6 separate regions of the Mus musculus genome follow, and regions 1, 2, 4, 5 and 6 are each linked to region 3. The links are chromatin contacts, called in public Hi-C, HiChIP or PLAC-seq and promoter capture Hi-C maps. All regions are on one chromosome and are shown on one strand. Each heading gives the region's core, a stretch centred on a gene start, on an enhancer-like site or on the middle of the called end of the contact. The rest is flanking DNA. Distances are from core to core; before and after follow the strand shown. Region 1 has its middle 170 kb from the start of 1700010I02Rik. Region 2 has its middle 150 kb from the start of 1700010I02Rik. Region 3 holds the start of Stmn2 (stathmin-like 2). Region 4 holds the start of Il7 (interleukin 7). Region 5 overlaps Gm16685 (predicted gene, 16685). Region 6 overlaps Il7 (interleukin 7).

What was found. Promoter capture Hi-C pulls out the DNA fragments that hold promoters and counts their contacts. Hi-C and Micro-C count contacts between places; a contact is called where the count stands out from the background. HiChIP or PLAC-seq counts read pairs in DNA pulled down with a chosen protein or histone mark.
Region 1: a contact with region 3 is called in a Hi-C map of cerebellum, with 4 times the contacts expected there. The contact joins the enhancer-like site here to the promoter of Stmn2 in region 3. A contact is called at or near these places in 3 of 39 promoter capture datasets (the 3T3-L1 cell line, maxillary cranial neural crest and stem cell-derived epiblast-like cells) and 1 of 484 Hi-C or Micro-C datasets (cerebellum).
Region 2: a contact with region 3 is called in a promoter capture Hi-C map of stem cell-derived epiblast-like cells, with 4 times the contacts expected there. The contact joins the enhancer-like site here to the promoter of Stmn2 in region 3. A contact is called at or near these places in 7 of 39 promoter capture datasets (the 3T3-L1 cell line, cranial neural crest, embryonic stem cells and 3 more) and 6 of 115 datasets of contacts at active chromatin or transcription factors (all in embryonic stem cells).
Region 4: an H3K4me3 HiChIP or PLAC-seq map of stem cell-derived neural progenitor cells shows a contact between it and region 3, with 14 times the contacts expected there. The contact joins the promoter of Il7 here to the promoter of Stmn2 in region 3. A contact is called at or near these places in 13 of 39 promoter capture datasets (the 3T3-L1 cell line, 3T3-L1-derived adipocytes, cranial neural crest and 7 more), 7 of 484 Hi-C or Micro-C datasets (cerebral cortex, cortical neurons, embryonic fibroblasts and 2 more), 16 of 115 datasets of contacts at active chromatin or transcription factors (embryonic basal ganglia, embryonic forebrain, embryonic hindbrain and 7 more) and 1 of 9 other capture datasets (pancreatic islet).
Region 5: an H3K27ac HiChIP or PLAC-seq map of embryonic stem cells shows a contact between it and region 3, with 7 times the contacts expected there. The contact joins the enhancer-like site here to the promoter of Stmn2 in region 3. A contact is called at or near these places in 6 of 39 promoter capture datasets (the 3T3-L1 cell line, cranial neural crest, embryonic stem cells and 2 more), 1 of 484 Hi-C or Micro-C datasets (embryonic stem cells) and 6 of 115 datasets of contacts at active chromatin or transcription factors (embryonic stem cells and forebrain).
Region 6: a contact with region 3 is called in a promoter capture Hi-C map of stem cell-derived epiblast-like cells, with 5 times the contacts expected there. The contact joins the enhancer-like site here to the promoter of Stmn2 in region 3. A contact is called at or near these places in 12 of 39 promoter capture datasets (the 3T3-L1 cell line, 3T3-L1-derived adipocytes, cranial neural crest and 7 more) and 3 of 115 datasets of contacts at active chromatin or transcription factors (all in embryonic stem cells).

The regions. Positions count from the first base shown.
Region 1 is chr3:7,786,104-7,790,389 of GRCm38.p6, forward strand. No RefSeq gene overlaps it. Among named protein-coding and RNA genes, the nearest start is that of 1700010I02Rik, 170 kb to the right of the region's middle. Within about 2 kb of position 1,433, at least 4 of the 459 cell types and tissues checked have an H3K27ac peak or open chromatin away from gene starts, as enhancers often do. A contact at or near this core is called in cerebellum, where this site is marked.
Region 2 is chr3:7,803,453-7,808,318 of GRCm38.p6, forward strand. No RefSeq gene overlaps it. Among named protein-coding and RNA genes, the nearest start is that of 1700010I02Rik, 150 kb to the right of the region's middle. Within about 2 kb of position 1,704, at least 7 of the 459 cell types and tissues checked have an H3K27ac peak or open chromatin away from gene starts, as enhancers often do. A contact at or near this core is called in embryonic stem cells and stem cell-derived epiblast-like cells, where this site is marked.
Region 3 is chr3:8,507,244-8,511,471 of GRCm38.p6, forward strand. Stmn2 (stathmin-like 2) reads left to right here and starts at 2,284. Exons shown (of 5, transcript NM_025285.2): 1 at 2,284-2,387. The coding sequence starts at 2,369.
Region 4 is chr3:7,611,929-7,616,476 of GRCm38.p6, forward strand. It overlaps Il7 (interleukin 7), which reads right to left and starts at 1,832. Exons shown (of 5, transcript NM_008371.5): 1 at 1,243-1,832. The coding sequence starts at 1,252. Gm16685 (predicted gene, 16685) reads left to right here and starts at 777. Exons shown (of 3, transcript NR_168341.1): 1 at 777-881.
Region 5 is chr3:7,680,386-7,685,117 of GRCm38.p6, forward strand. All of the region lies in intron 2 of Gm16685 (predicted gene, 16685), which reads left to right. Among named protein-coding and RNA genes, the nearest start is that of Il7, 69 kb to the left of the region's middle. Within about 2 kb of position 2,761, at least 11 of the 459 cell types and tissues checked have an H3K27ac peak or open chromatin away from gene starts, as enhancers often do. A contact at or near this core is called in embryonic stem cells, where this site is marked.
Region 6 is chr3:7,578,240-7,582,476 of GRCm38.p6, forward strand. All of the region lies in intron 2 of Il7 (interleukin 7), which reads right to left. Among named protein-coding and RNA genes, the nearest start is that of Gm16685, 32 kb to the right of the region's middle. Within about 2 kb of position 1,377, at least 11 of the 459 cell types and tissues checked have an H3K27ac peak or open chromatin away from gene starts, as enhancers often do. A contact at or near this core is called in embryonic stem cells and stem cell-derived epiblast-like cells, where this site is marked.

The DNA of each region.
Region 1 (4,286 bases), core at 183-2,682, 720 kb before region 3:
TTATTTCAATAGACTTTTTCAGAGCAATTTTATGTTTAGAGGGAATGACAGTGGAAAGTACACAGAGTTCCCCAAGAGCTCTGGTGCTGCACATTCAGAAGTTTCTCCTGATCAACAGTCCTCATGAATTTTGGAGGAACAATTGTTCCCATCTCGGACCTGAACTGCCACAGCACATTGTTACACTAAAAGCCTGTAGATGACTCTGGGGTTTGCTGCTTCACACTCCATTGTGAAAGAATACTGACATGTAATTGTAATTATCCTAAACCATCTGCAGAGTCGATTACTGCATCAAAGCCCCTGTACCGGCTTATTCCCCTCCCTTACAACAGCCTCTGCCATGAATAGGCAGTTTTATTATTCTTTTCATGCTTTTTCATTTTCTAGGCAGCCATACAGTTAGAGTCAAACACTATATAACATTTTCAGAATTCCTACTTTTAATTTTCAGCATGCATTTAAGTTCCTCTACGTTTTTCCATGGTTTGAAAGCTCATTTCATTTTATGTTTGTGTATGTGTGCTTGTGTATATGGTGTTGTGCCAGAGAACAATATCACTGTAATTCCTCTTTTTCTTTTTGGAGTCTAAAGTTCTCACTGGACTAGAACCCACAACCTAGGCTAGGCTGGCTGGTCAGCAAATGCAGAGATCATCTGCCTGTCCCCATTCCCAGCACTGGGATTGCATGCTCACACCTCTATGCATTTTTAAAACTATGTTCTCTGAAGATTGAACTCAGGTCAAAGATATGTGTCTAGAATCAAATAGAAGTTTGATTCACTTTAGATATGAATGATGCTATTTTTACTGAATGTACCACAATTGATAAATACACGCAAGAAATTGCATCTTCATCGATTTAAGTTTGAACAAAGCTTCTGGTTTAATTTCCATAATTTCATCTACTGTGACTTGCTTTTTCTGTGAGCTTGAGAGATTCTGTCTTTGAGGAATTTATGCATTCCTTCCAGGTTATCAAATTCATTATCATAGAGCTTCGGGTAACTGCTTGCTACTCTGCATGTATATGTAAATATGTGCAGTGTAAATGATGTACATAAAATATATATGTGCAATATATGTTCAGGTCAATGTATGTGAATACAGGTATGTGTAATATATGTCTAATATATGTGCAGGTCAATATATGTGAGTACAGGTATGTGTAATATATGTGTAATATATGTGCAGGTCAGTGTATGTGAGTACAGGTATGCCCGTGTAGTATAATTACCCCCTAATTGATTAAATAATAAAGTCGACAAGAAGCCAATCCCTAGGTGAGAAGGAAGTGGGCCTTCTTTGTTGGAAAATGGAAGAGGGAGGCAGGAGAAGGGGACTTCATTTTGGACGGTGGGAGCAAGGCAGAACAGATGTAGTCTGAGGGCTGTTGGTTCAGGTAGCTGAATCTACCAGAATCCTCCCCTGGAAGATTTCTAATAAAGAATAGTTGGTGAATTTAAGATGCTAGATTCTGTGCCCAACGACTGTGTTATCTGTTAATTCTTTTTTTTAAGAATTTTTATTAGATATTTTCTTCATTTACATTTCGAATCTAAACTCAAGATTGTCTGGTGTTTTCCATTTCAGAGCGACTCAACTGAGCCCCAGGGAAAGGTGACCACAGTGGAGCATTGGGTTGGCAAGAGTGCTCCTCAGCTAGCTGTGGACATTTGGGGTTCCTGAGCGGGCTTGGCAGCAGCCAGTCATGGGGAGAAAAGAGTGATTTTGGAGCTCTGGAGAGGCAGAATCAGCTTTAGTGGGACAGGCTTTGGCAACGGGAAATAAGCCGTCCTAGGCTATGTGCCAGGCTGGGAACAGACTGAGACTGCTGGCTAGTGCCTACCTGGTGATAGCGTGGATGGATTTTTAATATTACACACAACATACCCATGCCAAGATGTGTGTTTGGAGATCAGAGTGTCATTCTTTCTTGCTGAAACCAGCTCCCTTTCTTGTTCACTTCTGTGGCCTATGAGCTTGTAGGGATTCTTCTGTCTCCATGTCCCATCTTTCTGCCGGGAGATGAGAGTGCTGGTGTGCTGGGTGTCCGGGTTTAAATTCTACGCATGTAAACTAAAGTCCTAGTTTAAGGTGCTTATAAATGGTTTGGCCACTGAGTTATTCCTATAACTCTTATCGTCCTTCCAATGCTCAAAAATGATCCTCCTTTTCTTTATTTATGACACTAATAATTTGTTCCTTATCCAGGGTTTTTCAGGTAGTCAGCTTAAGAACTTAAGAGTTTATCACCTTTCCATACAACCACACTTTTGCATCACTGATTTTCATCCTCATTTTCTGTGCTCGACTTCATTGATTTCTGTTCAGTTTTTATTATATATTTTACTATTCAAATTTAGGTAAGACTTATTGTTTCTTTTTTTAGTTTTTAAGGTAGAATATTATATTATTTTATTTTTTAAAGTATTAAACGTACTTCCTTCTAAGCATTGCTAATACCGGAATAAAACATTTTGGTAAGTAGCATTATAGGTATTTTAAATTTTCTTGCAGTATTTTAGTGAATGTAATTATTTTTTGCTAAATGAGTGAAACTCAAGAAGAATGAAGACCAAAGTGTGGACACTTTGCCCCTTCTTAGAATTGGGAACAAAACACCCATGTAAGGAGTTACAGAGACAAAGTTTGGAGCTGTGACGAAAGGATGGACCATCTAGAGACTGCCATATCCGGGGATCCATCCCATAATCAGCTTCCAAACGCTGACACCATTGCATACACTAGCAAGATTTTGCTGAAAGGACCCAGATATGGCTGTCTCTTGTGAGGCTATGCCGGGGCCTAGCAAACACAGAAGTGGATGCTCACAGTCAGCTATTGGATGGATCACAGGGTCCCCAATGGAGGAGCTAGAGAAAGTGCCCAAGGAGCTAAAGGGATCTGCAACCCTATAGGTGGAACAACAATATGAACTAACCAGTACCCCAGAGCTCTTGACTCTAGCTGCATATGTATCAAAAGATTGCCTAGTCGGCCATCATTGGAAAGAGAGGTCCATTGGACTTGCCAACTTTATATGCCCCAGTATAGGGGAACACCAGGGCCAAAAAGTGGGAGTGGGTGGGTAGGGGAGTGGGGGGGGGAGGGTATGGGGGACTTTTGGATAGCATTGGAAATATAAATGAGGAAAATACCTAATAAAAATAAAAAAATATGCTTTTCCATTTCAAAATATTTGGGGATTTCCAGTTACCACTTTGCTATTGATTTCTCCTCTTAAACCACAGCACAAGACACACTCTACCAGGTATAAATTTCCTCTCCTTCTTCTAAAATTATGGAGGGCATTGTGACAAACACCACTTCCCCTTTCATAGCTGCTCATTGTGTGGAGTGAGAAAGTTAATTTGCTTGATGACTGGGGGTCTGTTTTAAAGTGTTAAAATGAAATCATGAGTGTGAACTCCATGTGCCCGCTTAAGAAAATCCTTCAATACTTGCAAGCAAGCTGTTTTTTCCTTTCATCTTTTGTATGGCCAAATAAAGATGATATGGGGTGCTTTCTGCCTGATCCAGCCTCTATGTCTGAGAAAAGCTATTCTAGGGAGGACTTTGAAGATCAATCACACTATCTTAAAGAACAGGAGGCATTCAAAGTTCTTGATCAGAATACACATTGTCTATTATAACAGAGTATTCTAATTGCCTTACTCTGAAAAAGAAGAAAACATCTACTCTGAGGTAATAATGATTTTCCTGTGTTTAAGGGGTGAATGTAGATGTCTTCAATGAATCATCAGCTATGGAAAATGAACTTTCTCTGTCAGAGACCATTTGGTTTCCTTTAGCTGAGTTGAGGGGTGAGGATTGGTCAGTTAGTCAGCAAGTGATTAGCTTTAGAGAGCTTTTCCACTAGCTGCTGCTGCCAACAATGGAAAGGCAAGTGCCATTTCTTAACACACTGCTTATTTTGGAAAAGTAAAGTTGTCAGTTATGCATGTAGATGGCATAATCAACCACTGAGCATAAAATGATTCAGGGAATGAGCAGACACACAGCACAATGATCTATTCCCTATCTAGACCTGAAATGTCCTTATGTGCACTATGAACAGTCATAGTTGTCATTCCAGACTCCATCTTCAAACTTTGAATGACTCCTAATTTCCCCCAGTATTTGAGAGCATGGTTTATATTTATACTTTCTCAAACTTATTTACTTAATAACCCTTAAAAATACTACGATTTGAAAATAAAATGAGGTCTCTAAATTTTTTTAAACATAAACTAGAAATGTGCTTTTATGATATTATTGCTG
Region 2 (4,866 bases), core at 454-2,953, 700 kb before region 3:
AGGGTTAGTGTGTCTGATGTCCACATCTACAGCATTGCTCCCCTTGAGAAGAATGTCTTCACAGGTTAGCTAATTCCTAGAGAGCTGATAATGTTTCAGCAGAAAACACATGTTTCCTATTATCCCTCAGCTTTGACATATTTGTGGCATCTCTTTTCTCTGGGTATGTTCTTCATTTCTCTCTCTGTTATGTGGAAGCTATCCACACTGTCAGTGTTTTGTATCCAGGATATGAAAAAGAGTTTCTGTCCTCAAGTAGCCTCCCATCTGGCCAATCTGGTAAAGCTTATTTGTGGGCTGAGTATGTGTCTGTGTACAAAGACCACAAAATTTCAAAAAGTCCAATTCATACAATTTCTATATGTTTTTACTTTCTCAACTCAAATTGGTAATTCTGATTGATAATTAAAACCCTTTTATATGTGTACTTATGAATATGAATTGAATTTTAACAGTGTATTGGTCGTATAAAATTTTAGGCTGTATCTCTTAGATTAAGTAAGATGTTTGAGGAATATGTATCTCTATCTATCTCTATTGCTATTTCTTGCAAAGGAAATGCTTCTCAGAGGAATTAAGACTCCATAGAAGCTTCTTTGTATATGGTAACCTAGCAAACTGACTACTGTAATCTCTTTTGGATTGTTTTAAGGGGGCAGGGGCAGATTAAAGTTAGAGTCAGTCTATCAGATTTAAATTAAGAACAGGGCTTGGAATACCACATTGTGCTGTGGAATAATGGACCTTTATAGGGTGCAGGCTTTACATAATTAAGGGAAAAAAATTAAAGGATTGAGTGTGTGAAAGATGGGACTGGAAAATTTGAGATAGCACAAACAAGTCTTAAGTGATGCCATGTGCAGCCGAGTCAGGAGTTGTGGGAATTTTGGGAAACCAGGCTACTTAACTGCAGGAGCTGTTGGTGGAGAAGAATGTGGGAGGCTGTTGCCTCTGCTCACTCATGGCTGACCTGGAAATTCTAACTCTGTGAGAAGCCAAGGGGGATATATGATCAGGGAGAGCAAAGCTGGGCAGGAGCAAGAACCTGCAAGTCTCCTTCCATCAGACTTTCTCAGCAGCCAATCACAAAGCCCTTCAGAAAACAGTGACCCAAGCCTTCCTTTCTCCTTTAAATTATTTGTGACTATAAGCCAACTTCACTTCAGAAGCAAACAAGGAGAGGACTTCTAAAATTATAGTTAGGTAACATTGTCTACCCAAAACAATCACATTACACCCTAGTTCTTAGGTAACATGGACTAAAATTGGCAAACATTCTTTTTGCTTAGAAGACAGTAGATTGAACTAATTATAGAAGCTTATATGAAAAGGTATATGAATGTTCATTAAGTGATGATTAAATGGCTCTAAAACATTCATTTTGTTTGGATGAAATGTTTAAAGACCTTAATACACAAAAAAATAGTACAAAGGGTTAACTTGAACTCTAAACTGCTGCAGAGGCTCTGAGTCCCTTTGTCTGTGTTGAACGGATCTCTAGTTGCAGATGGGCAAGGAGTCAGCGAATGACAGACAGATCAACATGGTAGATTGTGTAGAATCTGAATGTAATTTGTCAAGTTGAGCATCAAACTTTTTATACAGAAGAATAACAAGAAACCAGGCGAGATACATCCACTGAGTTACAGTGACACAATACAAAAGAAATTTATACTTCAAAAGAAGGCAGGGACCAGGCCGCTGCCACTAAGAAGGGAGCCAGGTGTAATGCTAGTCTATTGTTAAGCCTACCACCAGGGGTTCTTAGTAAAAGCCTGATTTCTTTGGGCCTAGTGAAGAAACCTGTCTCAGGGGGATTCCCTAACTCTTTCATGGTGAACCCACCTGTTCACTAGGCCATTGTGAATTCCCTTGTCTGGGTAAGACTGGCTATTGCCTCAAGTAAACACTCGGCAGACCAGCCCTCAGCTATTCTGGCTCTGTTCTTTGTAATGTCTAATTAGTTTCACTGTCTCTACTAGAAGTAAATTTGAATGTTACTGAATAGAAAACCTCACTGAATTCCTACTGAATTCCAAGTTTGTTGACTTCAAGGATTTTCTGGGACATTGGAACATTGGCGAAGGCTTAGCTATGTCAGAATTCAATCTTAAAAGGCATTTATAATAAAATAATTCTAAATGAGAGCACGTGGATCCATACACCAGACTAACGCAGGGATAGGGTATGAATATATGGGTTATGAGAACGCCAAAGTTCTAGGAGGTGAGTTTCCATGAAACTCTTTGCCTCGTGAGTGCTCCCAGGTCTCTTGGCCTGCCAAGCAAACTTCACTGGAGTGTGAATAGCACTAAACAAAATATTCCAATTGCAATTATTTTGATAAAGTATTAAATTAATATAAAAACTCTGTCATTTCATTTTGTCTGAATAATTGAAACCCTATTTATCACTCTAAGTACTCTCATGGGAATCTATATAGTAATCTTCTGCTTTTTGTCTTTTTACCCTTAAATTCCAAAATGGAGTAAATACATTACATATAGCCAATGAACCTTGTCATCCTCAGACCTTGTTGTAAGCCTCTGGACCTGTTAATAATTGTTTTGAAATTTTATCTAAGTTGCCTAATTAGAACAGTTACCATCAATAACTTCAAATGTAATGTATCTTACATTAAAACCTCTGAAGAGTACATGCCCCTATTCTTTTTGATCATCCTTATTAACCAAGAGTAAAAACAAATAGGTTGATATGAAAAATGATATTCAGCATCCATCACACTGTTATATGCAGTTGGGGAAGAGGTTAGAATTCCAGCTATTTGTGAACAGGCCTGAGTTTTTCTTTTTCTTTTTTCTTTTTTTTTTTTTTGTTTTTTTGTTTTGTTTTTTTATATTCCTTCTTTTTATTTAATTTTTTTTTATTTCCCTTCCTGGTCCACCCTCTGACTGTTCCACATTCCATACCTCCTCCCTGCCTGTATCTCCATGAGGATATCCCCAATCACAGACCCCACACCTCACCAGACCTCAAAACCCCCTGGGACCTCCATTATCTTGATTGTTAGGTGCATCTTCTTTGACTAAACTCAGACCTGCTAATTCTCTGCTGTTTATGTGTTGAGGGCCTCATATCAGCTGGTATATATCTTGCTGGTGATCAAGTGTCTGAGAAATCTTGGCGGTCCAGGTTAATTGAGACTGCTGGTCCTCCTACAGGTTTGCACTCCTCCTTAGCTTCTTCCAGCTTTTCTCTATTTCAACCTCAGGGATCAGCAGCTTCTGTCCATTGGTTGGGAACAAATATCTGCATCTGACTCTTTCAGCTGCTTATTGGGTCTGTCAGAGGGAAGTCATGATAGGCCCCTTTTTGTGAGCACTCCATAGCCTCAGTAATAGTGTCAGGCCTTGGGGACTTCAATTGTGCTGGATCCCACGTTGGGCCTGTAGCTGAACCTCCTTTTCCTTAGGCTCTTCTCCATTTTTGTCCCTGCATTTCTTTCAGACAGGAACAATTATGGGTCAGAGATTTTGGCATTGGAATGGCAACCCCATCCCTTATTTGATGCCCTGTCTTTCTACTTGAGGTGGCCTCTACAAGTTCCTTCTCCCCAATGTAGGGCATTTCATCTAAGTTCCCTCCCTTTGAGTTCTGAGAGTCTCCTACCTCCCAGGTCTCTGGTACGTTTTGGAGGGTACCCCCACCGCCTACCTCTAGATGTTGCCAATTTCCATTCTTTCTGCTAGGCCTCAGGGCATCAGTCCTTTACCCCCACCCAATACATGATCATGCTTCACTCTACCCTTCACTGTTCTCTTAACCACCTAGCAGCCTCCCTCCCTCACTCCTCCTGTGGTTGCTTTCTTCTCCCTCCCAAGTTGGACTGAGGCATCCTAACTTGGTCCCTTGAGCTTGTTGACCTCTTGAGTTCTGTAGACTGTATCTTGAATATTCTGTACATTTCTTTGCTAATATCCACTTATTAGTGAGTACATACCATGCATATCATTTTGGATCTGAGTTACCGTACTTAGGATGATATTTTCTAGTTCTATACATATGCCTGCAAAATGCAGGATATTCTCTTTCTTAATAGCTGAGTAGTATTCCACTGTGTAAATGAACATTTTCTGTATCCATTCTTCTGTCATGGGACATCTAGGTTGTTTCCTGCTATTGTCTATCACAAACAAGGCCACTATGAACATAGTGGAACATGAGCCCTTGGAACATGGTGGGGAATCACTTGGGTATATTCCCAAGAGTCATATAGCTGGATGTGTACTGAGGCATATAAAGTTTGCAAGACCAATGGGCCTCTCTTTCCAATGATGGCTGACTAGGTCATCTTCTGATACATATGCAGCTAGAGACACGAGCTCCGGGGGGTACTGGTTAGTTCATATTGTTGTTCCTCCTATAGGGTTGCAGACCCCTTTAGCTCCTTGGGTACTTTCTCTAGCTCCTTCATTGGGGGCCCTGTGATTCATCCAATAGCTGACTGTGAGCCTTCACTTATGTGTTTGCTAGGCCCCGGCATAGCCTTGCAAGAGACAGCTATATCAGGGTCCTTTCAGAAACATCTTGCTAGTGTGTGCAATGGTGTCAGCGTTTGGGGGCTGATTATGGGATGGATCCCCGGGTATGGCAGTCTCTAGATGGTCCATCCTTTTGTCTCAGCTCCAAACTTTATCTCTGTAACTTCTTCCATGGGTGTTTTGCTCCCAATTCTAAGAAGGAGGAAAATATCCACACTTTTGTCTTTGTTCTTCTTGAGTTTCATGTGTTTTGCAAATTGTATCTTGTATCTTGGGTATTCTAAGTTTCTGGGCTAATATCCACTTATCAGTGAGTACATATCATGTGATTTCTTTTGTGATTGGGTTACCTCACTCAGGATGC
Region 3 (4,228 bases), core at 1,034-3,533:
TAGCTAAGTTTGTAATATAAAAAGTGTAAACATCATTCAAAAAGTAGCTGTTGATTACATGAACTAGCTAAAGAAGTAAGAAGGCAATGTACTGAATATGAAGTAAACTTCCAATTCCTATTTTGCCATAATTTCCCAGAACAAGAAGCATGATAACACATTGTGGTGTCAAAAAAATAAAAGGCATTAATCTATATAGACACAAATCTTTTAATCCATCTCACTTTCTTATCCAATTGACAATAACTCACTATCTTGGTGTTTTATAGTAATTTATACTAAGCTATCCCCTCTTTATTTGGAAAATCATACAGAGCTGTGGTGAAGTGGCTAGAACTTCCAAAAAGTCACAATTGTTTTAAAAGCCACTCATCTGATATTTGCCCCTGCACACACTGACCTCTTTCTCCTGCTCCTGTCTCTCAGGAAGGAATACTCAGTGGAGAGTAAAAAATGAGGACTGCATTGTGTTTTGTGCTACAAGTGCAATAGATCTCATTGAATTGCCAATTGTAACTGTTAAAGACATTATGTCATGGCTGAGGGTCCCATCCTCCAAGGAGGTTGAAGAGTGTATACAGATGGCACACAGCCTGGGTAGAATGGGGGTGGGGGGATATTACTCACGCAGGCATGCTGAAGATTCCTCATCTTCTGGTTGCTAACTAGCCTTCAGAGAAGGAAGAAGCTCTCACATTTATACTGGGAAATGACTTTGGGGAAAGAAAAAAAATGATCATTTTTTTTCCAAACCCTGCCAATTTCCTACAGTACTCTATCTGCATCATAGTCATGGACCTGTTCGATGACAGAAATAATTTCTCATCTTCCTGCTCAAGAAATAATTGTATTGATCTTCATTTTATTTTTTTTTTCCCTGTGATTCAGCAGGTCAGGAATGCTCCCATCCCAGTAGCTTCCTGCCAGTCAGCAAGTCATCCAGAGTGTGAAGACGCTTTACAAAGTAACCGGAAGTGCAGAGCCATTTCAGCACCACGGACAGCGCTTCTGCTTTTCTGTTCAGGATACTTAAAAAAAAAATTTTTTTTTAAGTGTAACCTAGTAACTACCAAACAATTTACCAATGGGCAAAATCTTAATTTTTGATACCTTTAAAGTTAAAGAGTGTTTCATTCATGTTCACACTGCAACGATGTTCTTTTTTTTATTTTTTTTCATCTCTGAGATGGAAGTATCTCTTTCTTGCTATTTTTAAATCTCAACCACAATTCCTACATGAGTTTAGGCTGATACAATGTCAGTACAGTAGAGTTCAATCCTGCACATCAAAAGTTCCATGAACACAGGTCCAAAAAGTATCCCTGATGCTGTGTCTCCAGTGCTCTGCACATGCTCAGAAAATATAGGAATTGAGAAAGAATGGACATTTGCTAAATGTTTTTTGAAGTGAACGAATGAATGAGTGAATGAGTGAATACCTTGTTTATAATGTTTCAAAGTTCATTGCACTTCATAGTGCTTAATCTGACTGTGAATGCAGGAAAAATCACTCCTTGTCCAAGTTCGTGTGCTTTCTTGCATCATGTCCTTAGATGGAACTTACATCTCTGCCCAGGTAGCCAACAGTCCTCTCCTCTATGCTAAAGGGAGGAAAAGACAGCCACCCTCCCTCTGTTATAAGACCCTCCTGAGATCATGCACTCTGGAGCCCAGCTATGCTAGAAAGAAAGACCAGTAGCCCAGGCCATTTCTGAGCTGCCACCACAGCCAGACATGGGTTGGTTTGGGAATTCCATCATATATTAGGGAGGCCAGGATTCACCAAGGGCAGGGCCAAAGGTAAAAGAGAAAATAAGAAACACTGGTAACACAAGCTTTAAACAGATTTTTCCAAAACTCAGCACACTGGGGTGGGTTCTCAGGCCCCTGAGTCTATTCCTTCTCTGTGCCAATCTATGCAATGACACATGTTTGAGCAAAGTATAGCCTCCTGGGTACAGGTAAGCACAGCCCAGTCCTTAGCTCCAAGGAGGCTTCCAGGCTAAGGCACCACTCCACTTGGACTGTACTATTGGGCTCCAAAATGGGGGGGAGCTTCCAGACAAGGACTGATTTCCATTTCAAACTGCATTCTGGTACTTTGTACTCCAGCACCATTGGCCGATCAATATTTAATGCTTGGAGATTCTCACTCTGCGGGAGTCATGTCAGGGGACCCTGAGAGCCAATCTGCTTGAGCTTCTGCGTGATAATTATTCATGGGCTCCTGCCTCTTGCTCTTTCTCTAGCACGGTCCCACTCTGCAGACTCAGTGCCTTACTCAGACTCCTCTCTCGCTCTCTCCGCGGCTACAGCTGGACCCTTCTCCTTTGCCTTCGCCACCACTCCGTGCGTGCACATCCCTACAATGGCTAAAACAGCAATGGGTAAGAATCGCGTTTTGCTCCCCACGGGCTCTATCTGGAGCCAATCTCTCCCTTTCTCTCTCGGATCTCTAAAGACATTAAAAGATATTTTATAAAGGGAAAGACATTCATGACAGGAACCGGGAAAGGTTGGAGGGAGCTCTAAGAGACCAAAGGGGGAAGGGTGTCTTTGAAAAACTAAAGTAAATGGTTTCTTTTTAAAAGATAGAAGCAGGTAAGTTTTCCTCCAATGGGTAGGAATTTTATTCTGCTTCCATATTTAAAACTAAAGTGTCCATCAGAGGGGAGGGGGCTACCTTAACGATTTGCCTTTAGTGAGGTGAAGGGACATTTCGGAAAGTGGTTTTGAACGTCCTATATTTATTCTGTAGTTTAAAAAGATAATAGGGACAGGAAGGGAGTGATGTTGGAATAAAAGAGAAAATGCAAAGTCAAAGCGGTCCCATCCTGGAGGTTTGAGAGAGGAGTGGGAACGGGGGAGGGGAGTGGGCACATTTAATGGTATTGTCTATCTTGGAAAAACCACTAGTCTTGGGGCGCGGTGCGGGGAGGTAAGGCGGCCGGAGGGGTGGGGTAGGACCTTAGCTCCTTTGTTTTAGGAAGAGGGAGGGGAAACAGGAGGAGGGCGTGGAGGGCGCGGGTGGGCAGCTGCAGGGGCGGGAGAGCGTGCGCGGCAGGGAGGGGTAAAGGGACCTGGCTTCCCAAGGCGCCGGGGTGGGGTTTCTTTGTGTGTGAAGCAATGGTGGGAGTGTGGGGGGGGGCACCTGCAGCGCTGGGCATACTATGCGGACAGCCCCACCCTGTGCAGAGTCAAGCTGTCCCCACCCGGACCCAGCTCCACACCCTCAGTAGAATGGGGGCCTAATGGGGAGCTCAGCACAACACTGAAAAACCCAACCCTGCGGGAACGGCAGAGCCCCGCCACGCCCCACTCACTCATTAGCAGCCTGCGTGCCTGACCTGACCGCTAACCTCAGCCGCTCCACCCTGGCCTCATTGTTCTTCGTTAACATATTTTTCAGAACCACATTAAATAGGATATTTAAACATAGTGGCAAAAAAAAAATCAAAAAAGGGAAAGAAGCAGGGGGTGGGGGAGCTATTCTGAACTCCTTGGGTCATTTCGGGGGGAGGGGAGGGGGCAATTAGGGAACCTAGAAGGGTATACAGAAAATAATACAGATAAAGATGTGTAAGGGTGACATAAAGCAAAAGAGGTCAAGGTCTTTAAGATGAGCCTCGTGCAATTTCAATTTTGTGGGTCAGACGGAGCCAAATCTGTAAAACCGCAATAGAGTCCAGTCTAGATCCAGTGCCATCGTTCCGAAAAGGTCCTGTGCTTGTTTCCCTAGGGTAGACAGCCTGGGAGGGGCCTGCACTGGGGAAGCGGCTAGAACCACACACACACACACACACACACACACACACACACACACACACACACTAGATCGAGCTACTGATGCAGAGCAGGAAAAAGGATATGGACTGGCTCCACCCTGCCCTGCCCCACCCTGTCTGCGGAGCCCTGAAGACTCAGGCTCCAGGCTGGCTCCCACGAACTTGGGTGGGGCTGCTGAACAGTCTGCAGTCCGGGCACCCCTCTTTCTAGCCCCGCCTTCCAGAACAGCCCCAAACCCCTCAGGGTGTGCACACATCTGCCCAGGCTCAGGGTCGCAGGACTAAGCCCCTCCCAGCGGATAGAGGCTGTGCAGAAAGGCGAGCCAAGCCTGGCCGCACAAAGACGCAGCCGCGCCCTGCTGGGCCCCTGGACCACAGAGGTGACCCCCTTCCCTGTGGTTCGGGAAGGTGTCCTTGCCCATGCAGAATCCAAGGACCTTTTT
Region 4 (4,548 bases), core at 582-3,081, 900 kb before region 3:
TTTCCTTTGTCCTTTTATCTCTCCAGGTTGTAGGTAATCCAAGGGTTAAAGTGAAAGGCAATTTCAGAACCCAGGGCATTGCAAAGAAGACAGGGATGCGGTGTCTCTAGCTGTACAGTGAGCTCCTGCAGGGGCACCTTGGCAGCCTTCCATCATTTTCTTGGGCAGTCTCTCAGGTCTCCACATCTTTTATTTGGTTTCTGATAAGTACTCCCTCAAATGTTTTTGGTTCGCTAGTACCTAAGAGAGGGGAAGTAATTGTACCTAAAACAGTGGGCCGGAAACCAATACAATGGTTTGCAATGGGGTTGCAAAAGGAAAGAGCCTTAGGCTAGATCCTGCACCTCCATAGGTTCTCTTGCTTGAGGAAGTATTTAAAACACCTGCATTCCCTTAGGTAGACCTCCTCACACTCCATTCTGTTCTCATCTCTATTAGTTCTAGCTACAAATGGATTCCAGCCTCTGTCAATTCTGTTCTTGTCCACTTTAAATCCTTACTTATTTAAAACTAATGCAAGCCTATTAGATTTGATCAGGGAGCTAAGAATTTGTACTCATGGGTACTTAAAGTTCTGCCTCCCTTAAGTAGCAAATATATAGAAGGAAAATAAAATCTGGCCTTTTGCAATCTCAGCCGCAGGACTTGGGTTCCCAGCAAACAAGTCAACTTACAGCCTGGATCGGAAACTCCCAGACTTACTGCGGGGAGAAGAGGGGGTTTTCCAATGATCTGTCCTTTAGGGTTTAAAAGCGCATCCTGGGAGCGACTCTTTCATTCTCCATGAAGTTCTGAGCTGCGAGAGCCCAGCAACGCCCTGAACCCAGGCAGCCTGTGAGTAACTGCACAGCCAGGAAGCCAGGAAGGGCTGCATTGAAGAGGTACTGGCTAGGGACAAAGTGGCTGAAAACCACTGACTACTGAGTCTTGACTGCAGGGGGCCACCGCGTCGCGGCTCCCGCACTGAAGCTCTGGGTCTGGGGATCTGAAAACCGCCTCGGGAACTGTTCCTCCCCGCCCGCCAGGGTTGTACGCCCAGGTGCCAATGGTTCTGGGCAACCGAGCTCAGCGCGGGTAGTGGCTGACCATGGGAGAGGCCAAGCTCTCAGCCTGTCCAAAGTGCAAGGCCGGGCTATTCCCGGACGTGCGGAGGCGCGGGGGCGGGTGGCACCTCCCGGACTGTCCCAGAGTCCCCGGCGCGCTAGGCGCACCTACTTGTGCGCACCAGAGAGCAGCGCTTACCATGGAACATGGTCTGCGGGAGGTGGGTGTAGTCATGATGACTGGGACTGCAGCAGGAGCCGGCTCTCACCACCCATAATCACTCCCAGGACCCCGGTCATCCACCGGGTGGCCGCAAACCGGTGCTGGGCAGGGCAGTTCAGGCAGCTGACTCCTCTCACCCACGCCACGCCTGGTCCATCCATCCCAAGAGGGGCCGCATGCATCACCGGCCACCCAGGCGCTCTGGCTTTGCCATAACTTCCGTAGGATCTGCCGGCAGACTAAGCAGGGTACTTTCAGTTTCTACTTTGCGCTGGGTCTTCAGGTTCAATGTTTGGGTTTATACCCTCAGCGTCTTCCCCAGTCACCTGGACCAGGATCAGTGGTTGCTGCGAATTGAAAGTAGCTCAGGAGAAGCCAGCTGGCCTTCTGGATCAGAAAGATTCGGCTAATAGGCTTTTCAAATGACTTCTAACCTCTCTGGCAACTCTGTGAGACTGGGAGCTAAAACCGCTGGTTACTAATATGTCCACAGAAGCCACAAATGTGCAGCAGAGAAAGCTCGCTATTGCAAGTCAGTTCCACTGAGGAGGCGTCGCTGCTTCTGCTGCCGCCGATGTAAGTCATCTTAAAAAAAAAAAAAAAAAAAAGGAAGTGAAGGATGATTAAGAGGGTCACGCCCTCTGCCCCTCTAGGTTCTCTAGTTTGTTTTTTTTTTTTTTTTCCTCCCTGTCATCTGTGCAATGCACCTGCTCAGGTAGGACTTTAAGAACAAATAATTCTTGTGAGTCCATCCAGTCTAGTATGTAAGTGGTAGCTTCAGAAAACCAAAACTCGTATTAGTTGGGGGCACATAGAAGTTCTGCATAGTAACTATCTCCCACAGTTATCTCCTGACATAGCTAATCACCATTGTGATTGTTTCATTAAAGTGTTTTGTTTTGTTTTAATAATAGGCCTGAATTACCGAGGGGATTCCTGATTTAGTGTTGTTTCTTATAATCAGGAGAAACACTGCTTAGGTGAAGGCAGGTTGTGCAAACCAGTAACAAGAGAGATCTGAGATCAGGACCATATCTCTCATATATCTAGTATTTGCTCTATGCCAGGACTCTTGGTCAGGAATTTACATGTATTTTGGCATCTGGAGTTTTCTGCCGAGGCAATCTGTTTTCTTATCTGCAGTTGAAAGATACACATGGGAACAGAGGCTTCCTTAAGTAACAGAGCTAAGTTCACGTGGCTGAATTTGGATAAAAAACACCTGCAGGCTGGCTTCAAAGAGTCTGCTTGGAATCTCTTGTGGAAGAGAACCTTGTAAATAATGGAGGATACAGTAGACTAAGAAGACGCCCTAGGGTGGTGGGTGTGCTCTTAACGCTCTGGGGAACCTCAGAAAGGGGTCTGGAGCTGGCGGTTCCTAATCGGACATCAGGACACGAGCTTCAGATTCTGTCTGTTAACAGTGAAAAGAGGCAGAGAGGTACTGTTTGTGCATTTAGAGTGTGGACCATAGGAGTTCTAACTGGGCACTGGCCTGTGGACTCTGCAGGGACTCTCACTTTCCACATTCAATGTAAAACCTGTTGTCTTAGTGCACTTCCAAAATAAATCCTACCCGGTGCCTGCAGGGCTGTTTAAACACCTCTCTGTTGTCTCTCTTGTTGTCATCCTGCTCAAAGCATCAGGAGATTTGACAGTACTTGTTATCTTCACTGCAGCCCTGGTCTCCAGACAGCTCCCATCCACAGAGAAGGGCTATCTAGAATAGGATTAGGCTCCAGCGTTGCAGTATGACAGGATGGAAGAGAGCTACTGTGGTGAGAAAGCATTTCAACGATGGAACATGGAAAAATGTCCACCAAAAAAAAAAAAAAAAAAAAAAAAAAAAGGAAAGAGAGGAAAGAGAAAGAAAACAGGGAATTGCTGGCAAATGAAATCAGGAAACTGAGCCTCTCAGGCACACATTTCCAAAAATGTCATTGGAACTCAGATGTGGAGAAAAGCAGTAGACAGAGATGAGGCTGCAGGGGTGGTTAAAGACTAACTCTATAAACATGTCTAGGTTTGTGGCGGCTGTATTAAACTCCCTGACCATAGGGTACACGTAGGTGTACAACTGCTCACATTCTATGCTTTTTTCCCCCCACCTGTTGTTGGGCTTTTCAGAGGAGAGTCAAAGAACATCCATCAAAAGAGTGCGAGAGGGGAAGTCTGTCTTCCTTCCTAGTACAATCACCAGAAAGGCTTGTGCATAGGCAACATTGGAGTAAAATGAGGCGAAAGTATCTAAAGTTCCAGGAAAGGAGAAGTAAATGTATTTTACAGGACTCTGACCCTCAGTGTTAAGAATGTCTTCTGAAAAGAATATTTAGAAAGCATTTGGAATTTCAAAGGTTAGATAAAAATGGACACCTTTGAACTACATTGTATTATGAGAGAATTCTAAGAAAATTAGTGTCCTTTTGAAAAAAACAGCCCAGCTCTTTAAATCAGCTATTGCTTTTTAAATACAAATTGAACATACAGATTGACAGGGGTGGATATTTCATGAATTTTTAGAATGTTGATAATTAAATAAATGAAATAATATGTGAGGCCTGGTACCTGTAACCCTAGCTGCTCAACCAGAGGCAGGGAGAATTAAAAGTTCAGTTCCTGATTTGTTTAATGAGTGAAACCATGTCTTTAAAAGTAACAAAATAAAACAGGACTGGTGACATAGCTCAAAGGCTGGGAGCTTGCTTAATTTTCATGAACCCCCTAGATTCCATCTCCAGTATCATAAAAAAGAAGCCAGAAGTGGAGGAGGAGGAGGAGGAGGAGGAAGAGGAGGAGGAGGAGGAGGAGCAATAGTGGTAGTGGTACTGGTAGTAGTGGTAGCAGTAATAGTAGGAAGAGGGGAGGGAGGTGAGGGAGGAAGAGGAGGAGAGGAAGGGGTAGGGGATGAGGAAGAAGAGAAGGGGAGGGGTGATAGAGGAAGAGGAGAAAGGGGGAGGAGGACGAAAAAGTGAAGAAATAATTACAAAATTATTAACACTGTATAACAAGAAATACTGAAATACATTATAGGATGCTGACTTAGGGCAGAAAAATTTTTAATAATAAGCAATGTTTCTTAAGTTTCCACACTTTACAACTATTAGTCAATATAGTTAATTATTTCTCTCTCTGTTGTGCAGGCCTGCTTTGAACTGGCACTCTCTATTAAAACCTCTTGGCTATGGAGGCACTATGCATATACCAACATCCATGATGAAAACTTACTTTCTTGATTAATTATCTATACTCATTTTACCTGATTAAATATAACAATTATCTGTC
Region 5 (4,732 bases), core at 1,511-4,010, 830 kb before region 3:
AAAGAGTTAAACACCATCTTTTGTTTCTATTTGAAACCTAGAAAGGGTTGCTTTCTGATGGGTTTTCACCACATGACTACAAGCCCATCTGGACTGAAAGATAAAGCTTTCTCTGAATCCCATAAAGGACACGCATGGGTTCCAGCCCAGAAACAGTACTAAAAGGCGTCTAACAATTTGTTGATGCTCAGTGTCATCCAAAGGGTTCAATATCCTCTGCATCCTTAGAGAATTCACTTACAACCTGAGAAGTGCAATAAGCTGGTGTTAAATTAGCACCTCTGTTTGCTTTTTTCTTAGACTTGTCAAAAGAAAGATTAATGAGCAGGTTTTCTGCACTCAACTATAGCTTTTCTTAGAGGAATGTGGTGTCTACATCAAAATCCCATTTAGATGCAGAAAAACTCACTTGCAAGCAAAGATGACCTTTTCAACTTTCTTCTAGTTTCCCATTCTTATTTTTTTCCTAGCAAGCAAACATTTACTCCTATTTAGGTGTCCTTCAGCAACCTTCCCAACCCTCTGATGCCATGTATTATTGTTTGAGTCTCACTAAGTAAGATGGAAAAAAAATGAGAGTTCAGCAAAGGTGGAAACAATGAGAGAAAAACCTGTGGGGTCATTTTACAAATGGAATCGCTAAATAGCAGTGCTTCTTGCTGGGTAATAGCATAGAACCTTTAAATCACAGAGATTAGAGACAGGAGGTCTGGCAGGTCCCCTTGTCTACCTCCTGTAGCAGCTTTGTGCATTTCCCATGAAATGACATGAGTCCTGAGCATTTGCTGTAGCCCTGGGGGGACTTGCTCCTGGGTAATATATATCCCTGTTGAGAAAATTTCCCAGGGAACTGGCAAGCTTGTCTTTTGTTTAATATCACATTGTTCTGCATCTTTTCAGCCTTTGGAAATGCAATCATACTTATTCTGGTTCCTCCGTCCTTAAAACCAACAATCTTGTGACATTGTGGCAATGCTCTTGCCTTCTTGTCTAATAATTTGAGCCTATTGATACCAATTTGTGCCTCATAGTACTGTCCTTACAAATTAGAACCTATTGCTGAACCTAAAGCCAAGAGTTATTCACTCTATTTCCATTCATTCTGAATGGCAGATGTGACCCATTCTTCATTTGTGTGTGTATCCACTTCTATGAAAATGATGGTATTAAAGCCAGTGATTGGACATCATGACTTCAATAAGATGAAGATCATTCTTATTTTGCTAAAGACACAACCCAGGTTCACTATCTCATGGAATTAAATGCTCACTAGCTTGTCTGACTATGTGAGGTAGCACTGACTTTGAGTGTTTCAAAGCTTGTGCAGAGTCTGGCATTGTGGTTGTCCCTTATAAATACATTGTTCTATCTTTAGGTATTTAAAATGCCACACATTACAGTATCTTCAGAATATAAGCCCCATATTTTTAAGTTAAGCACACATTTCCTCTGTATTAGAAATGAATGTGGAATCTCCACTTAGGAGTATTGCTGGGCAAAAGTCAAATGAATATTAAAGACCAGACTTCACTTCAATACGCTCTGACTTGTTCAATGGAAAGACTTTTGCACTCATCACTATCATGTGGCCTCTGGTGATACACTCTTCATCCCTTAACATTTCCACTAAGGATTGGTGTAAGGTTTTACCCATAATACATCAGGGCTAAGTTACAACATTTAGAAAATAGTGTAGGGAAGGCTTTGGGGCAACAAAAAGGCCATGCATACAGAGAGTTTATCATGTAAATTATAGTTTGAATTCTTGGGATTCTAAGTCTCAAATTTTTTTGGTGTGTGTGTGAATGGGTGCCTGTCTGTTTGTCTGTCTGTCTGTCTATGTGCATGGTTTTGTGTGTGCAGTTGCATGACTGTGTGTCAGTGTACATGTTGAGGCCAGAGGAAAACCCTAAGTATTACTCTAAAGTGCTACCTACCACTATTGAGAGTAGATACTGAATCTTCCATTGGTTGGAAACACACAAATTACACTAAACTGACTGACCAGTGAGACCCAGGGATCCACCTGACTCTGTTCCCCAGCTTCAGGATCCCAAAAGCAAACCACCAGAGTAGGCTTCTTATGTTTATGCTGGGTCCTTGCTATGCACACTCCAGTGAAGTTTGCTTGGAGGCCAAGAGGCCTGGGAGCACTCACAAGGCAAAGAGTTTTACGGAAACTTACCTCCTGGAACTTTGGTGTTCTCATAACCCGTATACTCATACCCTATCCCCAAATTAGTCTGGTGTGTGGATCCACGTGCTCTCTTTCAGTATTATTTTATTATAAGTGCCTTTTAAGAGTGAATTCTGACATAGCTAAGCCTTCGCCATTGTTCCAACTTCCCAGAAAATCCTTGAAGTCGACAAACTTGGAACTCAGTAGGAATGCAGTGAGAAGGTTATCTATTCAGTAACATTCAAATTTACTTCTAGTAGAGACAATGAAACTAATTAGGCATTACAAAGAACGGAGCTGGAATAGCTCACGGCTGGTCTGCAGAGTGTTTACTTGGGACAATAGCCAGTCTTACCCAGACAAGGGAATTCACAATGGCTTAGAGAATAGGTGGGTTCACCATGAAAGAGTTAGGGAATCCCCCTGAGACAGGTTTCTTCACTAGGCTCAAAGAAACAGCATAAATCAGGAATTTACTAAGAACCCCTGGTGGTGGGCTTAACAATAGACTAGCATTACACCTGGCACCCTTCTTAGAGGTAAACAGCAGTGCCTGGTCCCCACCTTCTTTTGATGTATACATTCCTTTTGTATTGTGTCACTGTAACTCGGTGTATGTATCTTGCCTCTGTGTGTTGCATCTGTCTGTCCATCTGTCTGTCATTCTCCGACTCCTTGTCCATCTGCAACCAGAGACCTGTCCTAGGCAGACCAAGAGGGTCTGCGGCAGTTCCTCAGGTCCTCAGGCTTGCAAGACTAATCAGTTTATAGCCAAGCTGCCTCTACATGTTCACCCCTATTAAATTGTCTGATCTCTCCACTTAGTGGATTTTTTTTTCTTCACCCAATAGCTCAAAATACAGGCATTATAGTATCCCAGAGTCAAAACTCTTCCAACTCTACAAAGATGCTAAGGGAAATTATTTGTCCTTACTTCTGAAGAGTTTGCTAAAAATGGGAGATACTCATGCTCCTGGGAAACAACTAAACAATGAGAAAAGTTTTCATGATATTTTTTCAAGAAAGTCAGAATACTTTGGGGTACAACAAAATATCCCCTTATCCAACCAAAATGATCTTGTCTCAAGCTTTTCTACTATAGAAAGAAGACTGGGGGAGGGGCAGTAAAAGGAGTGGGAGCCTGAGACAGAAACTCGGAGTAGGTAGAAGGCAGTGAACAGAGGGCACTCACCAGGTTTCACACACATTATCTTGTCTACTTAGCACCTAAATGATTTTCAGGTCTGTGTGCCTCCCCCAGCTCATAAGCTTCCATCTACATGCACTGCTCTTATTTTTCAAAGACATGTGGTATTAATGAGACAATAATGTTGGTAAAGTGTTCTAATTTCTGTTGGGAGCTATTAAGGCAACTCTTGATCTCTGAATTGGGCCTCTCCCCCTGAGAAGAAAAGGGGGTCAAAAGCGGGCCACCAACACATGGATTCCGAGAACCACGGGATGTTCTAGCCCTAGGTCATCACCGATGTCCTGACCACACCCTGATACCACCAAGTTCCTGCTTCCCCGTGTAGCTGCCAAAAGAAAGAATTTCTATTGCCCCCCCCTCCCATAAGTACTTCTCCTTTTGCTTGTATTGCCCTACCCCTCCCACTGATAAGTATCTGTACTTCCCCTTTTGCTTGTGCATTTAAACCTTGGACCTTTCTCAATACATTGGGGTCTTGATACAACTTCAGAACGGTTTCCCTGTCGTTACTCGTACAAGACCCTTGTCTCTCTCTACCCCCCATTTGGTTATTAGGAGGAGGTCCCCTCGAGATCCTCGAATAACTGGACCTGCTGGACGGGTCAAATTTCCTTTGAGAAAAAAAGCTATACAACTTTATTGTTCTTGTTGGTCCTATGTAACTAATATTACTCACATTTATTTCATTTAGGGAAATAAAGTCTAAAAATCAAATGAGTGGATTTATTGCATTTTGGATTCAGCATCTTTGCACATGTGGATACTGACATAAAAAAGTTGCAACTAAGATCTTGAGGCCAATAGTACAAACCTTAACCCAGTATGTGCGGTTTCTAATGCTTGATGACCTGAGGGGTGAGAAGTGAGAAGAGACTTGATACCCTAGTCTTCTCCATTAACTCATTGTCAAGCATAGAATGTAGCAACAATTCCCTCATTTCTTGTGGAAATAATAGTAGATAAAATACAAAGTATTTATTTTTCTGAGAGAACAGGGTTTCCTCTCCTTCATGTGTAAAGGGCAGGAAAACTACAAAAAGAACATAGAGTCGTGAATAAAGCCATACACAAACAAGAATGCTGGGACTACAGGTTCCAGTACTATCTTTGTGGAGCACTATATTTATGCTCATCTAGTCACTTAGAACAAGGAAAGAGTAGAAGAATAAGAACTTAGAATTTTATGTGGCAATTACATTCTTAGTTATCATTTGACTGAGTTTGGGTTTTGTTGTGTGTGTGTGTGTTTCAATATGTTCTAACTTGTTTGCAATTGGGATAGTTGTGCACTTTGTTAAGTCAGGACCTATGTTTGAAGTAGAAAGGACCATCTATGTGACACT
Region 6 (4,237 bases), core at 127-2,626, 930 kb before region 3:
TTAGGCTATTGCTGTGGTAAACTAATATGATTTCATATGCCTACAAAAGAGAGTGTTAAGCTTTTCTGCATGTTTGCCAAGTATTTGATGAAAACTTAATTTTCAGTATGATGATAGTGTCCCTTTGACATGAACATGTAAGATGTCACGGCTGCCTTCTGAAGCAAACCTATCAATAGCAGCCCAGAATATGAATTCATAACAGAAGAAAACAACTTCTTGATTTAACACATGTCAAAATAATAGATTCCTACAGGCATGTTGGTTCATGTAAACATATTTCCAGTTTATTATAAATATGGAAAACCCACAATATAAAAGTCCAAATCACTATGATCTATGATGTGAATTGCTCCTAGAAAAGGTCTCAATTTCATTAGGTTGCACCTTGCAGTTTGTTTGTTTGTTTGTTTTCTATTACATACTTAACTTTCTTGTGTTAATTGTTGATCTATTGCTGTGAAGAGACACCAGATCAAGGTAACTCTAAGAAATTATTTAACTGGGGGCTTGCTTACAGTTTTAGAGATATAGTCCATGATTATCATGGCAGGAAGCACTCAGGCATGGCAGTAGAATGTTAACTAAGATCCACAGACAAAGGCAGAGACTGGGCCTAGAATGGGCTTTTGAACTCTTAAGTTTCCCTCAGTGACACATCTCTGCAACAAAGCCACACCTAATCCTTCCCAAACAATTTTATCAGCTTGGAACTAAACATTAAAATACATGAGACCATGGGGCCATTCTCATTCAAACTACTACATTCAGCTCCCTGGCCCCCATAGGCTTCTAGTCATATCAGAATGTAAAATGCATCAGCCAACTTCAAAAGTCTCCATAGTCTTTTATTTTCAAGACAGCTTACAATACCAAAGTCCTGAGTGTCCTTGAGACTTAAGCCTATTTCTTAATTGTAAAACCCCATAAAAACAAAAAGCAAAATGCTGACCACATACTTCCAACATACAGTGGTACAGAATATACATTACCATTTCAAAGGGGAGGAGCAGGAACTTATTAATGAAGCACTGGACCAAAGCAAGGCTGAAATCCAGTAGGACAAACTCCTAATGTCAAAGGGCTGAGTAGATAGCTCTTCATATCTCCCACACTTCCCAGATTTGCTGATAGAAACACACTTAACAATCTTGGGCTGGTTCCACATCCTGCCTGGAGCTTCTCTCCTTGGCAGATACAACATACTGTGACTTTTCCAGCACTGGTAGATCTCCATCACAATCCATCCTTTACATTCACAGCTTTACACAATGGCTTTCCTGGACTTTCCTGCAAAGACCTACTGCCATGAACCTTTACTTTAGTAATAGCTTTCCTAAACCGTGGAACATTCCACAATACCTTTCCTGTGTCCCACTTAATTCTAAAGCCAAAGCTACATAGCTGAAGCTGCCAACTTCTCCTGCCTGCTGGAGCTGGAACCTGTCCCCTCCTTGAATTACATTTGCATAAGCTTTCCATTGTTGTTTAGGACAAAGAAAACTTTCAGGTCTTTGTTTTCCTTGGTCACAGGATTAGGTTATTGGGGTCTTGCCCAGAGGTTTCTACTCCCTTTTTTCTATCCAGCATCAGGCCTTTAAGCTTCTTCCATGAATAAGCTCCAGTACCAAATGTCTTGCTTCTCTTTTTCTCCCCAAACTTTACATTTTGAATTTCTCTTTGTCTTGTTTGTTTCTCTTCACTGTAGATGTGCATAAGAATGAATAAAATCACTACTTGGCACAATTAATATTAGGCTGTCTTGAAGTCTCCTCTGCCAATGATATTAGTAGAAAATTCCATTTTACCACAGGTGGATTTGTTGGCAGAAAGTAGCCACATTCTCTGCCAAAGTATAGGGAGAGTGCACTCTAATCCAGTTGATACTCTTCTTTTCACCAGTGCCTATGTAGTCCAAATTGTCCTCAGCACTATTTTTCATGCTTTTATGACCTAGGCCCATTATGCCCCACTTATTATTTAACCAACTTTTCTTGTCCAAAGTTCCAAGGTCTTCCAAACAACTGTATCAGTTATACCTCTATACCTTCATCACTTTTTAAGTGTATTTATCCTCTAATTTTTTGCTTTATGTGTGTTTTCTACAAAATCTTACATATGCTTACTTATCAAGGCACTAATGACAAGTTTATATTTCAGTCTTTATTTTTCCCTGAAAATGCAAAGACCTCACAATTTTTCCATATTTTCTTCTCTGATATTAATCTAGGCTCATTTTCTGTTAGTTTCTTAGGGAGAATAAGAAAAAATGTTAGCATTTTTGACTGGTTTTATAGGTAAAATCTATTTAGTACATGCATGTAGAAGAGTACAGGTGTGTGCTTACACTAGCACATGTGTGGAAAATAGAGGACACCATTTGAGAGTTTTCTTCTGTCTCCTTGTGAGACCCAGGGACTGAATTTGTGTCTGCAGGCCTCCACATAAGTACCTCTACCCAGTAAGCCTTCTCTTTGGGCCTAATCATTCTTTTTCCAATTTTTCTACTTTACTTATGCTTTGTTCATTTATTATTAATTTATTCACATTTGTTGGAATCAACAAATAGTACTTCTGACTTTATAAATGAATGCTAAAGTTGATTAGATATTGTTCAGATATTACTTAGCAATGCCTCCACTTTATGGGAGAATGAATCCACTTCTCATGACTGCTCTAGGCAATTACTAGAAACGTGTTGGTTCAAAAAAGAAAGAGAGAGAGAGGGAGAGAGAGAGAGACAGAGAGAGAGAGAGAGGGGGAGGGAGGGAGGGAGGGAAGGAGGGAGGGAAGGAAGGAAGGAAGGAAGGAAGAAAGAAAGAAAGAAAGAAAGAAAGAAAGAAAGAAAGAAAGAAAGAAAGAAAGAAAGAAAGAAAGAAAAGCAATGTATCTTGTCACATACCTAGAGAGGAGAAATTTAAACTCAGCATTGAGTGACAGTGCACAGGGAGCATCCGTAATCTGGCTTTTCTCTCTACTCCTGGCTGCCAACATTCTTAGTGTTCCTGGCTTGTGGCCATACCACCATATTCCATCACTGTGTGTGTCTCCAGTCTCTCAGGTTTCTATCTTAAAAGGCCATTTGCAGTAACAGAGCTCATCTGGCTTTCCAGTATAATTTCCCCATGTCAAATCGTTGATTTAATCATATTTTCAAAGATTCTGTTACTATAACTTTCTGAGATGAGAATTTGACATGTTTGGGTGACATAATCTAACATTATAGAGAAGTATGTTGTGCTTTCATAAACATTGGATTTCACCTAAAGATTGACTCTTTAGTTGTGGACATGAACAGATTAGACCAGAGCATACTTCACTCTTGCGACTGGCCTCTTGTGATTTATCTGCACAGGGCCAAGCACCAGCAAGCAACTGGTTCCTTATCTGTCACTGCATCATAAATTACAGTAATGGCAGCACAAATAATAATAAAAAAAACTTATCCTTTGTTATTTCTAAAGATTAGAGTTTAGAAGAGGCTGCTCGATCCACATATGCCATCAAACACCATTAAGATGTTAGTCCTGTCTATAGTCACCAGGTTTTGACTTGAGGATTTATTCTCAAGATAACTCATTAGTTTAGTTATTATAGATCCTCTCAGAGTTTTACCACCAGAACCTTTCTACAGGCTTTCTTAAGTTCTTAAAATTCAGTGTCTTGCACTATTTCAAGTGTTCAACAAACAAAAGGAAGAGGTTTTCTACCTTTTCTGATTACGTTTTAGAAGACACATACTGCATTTTTCACCTTATTTTGTTGGTTCATGTGGAACCAGTATTTCTAGTCTACCTTCAACGGTAAGAAATTGAACTCTATTTCAAAAAAAAAATTTCAAAGACTTGTGTAGCCATATGTAAAAATGACCATATTCCTCCATTGTATGACTAAAATGAATCATTTGGAAATGATGAATCCCAGTGTATATCTATGAATCTGAGAAATGCATGTTATCTGCATGCATTTGTTGTATAGTAAAAGCTATTGATAGACATCAGTTACTTAACCAAAAATAAGGGAAGTTACAGATAAAGGTAGTCACCAGGTCATCTTCTATTACCCAGTTGCTCCATTTTCTGCCATAGAATAGTTCTTTTGGTCTTTCTTATACAAGAAAATGTCAGTAGTGCTCACAGTGAATTCTCATTAGATCACTCTGAGAAAAATTGTACACATTTCTTGCATAAATGGCTTCTAGGTGGTATCTAAGTGTCAATTGGCTGCTTCCTTGATT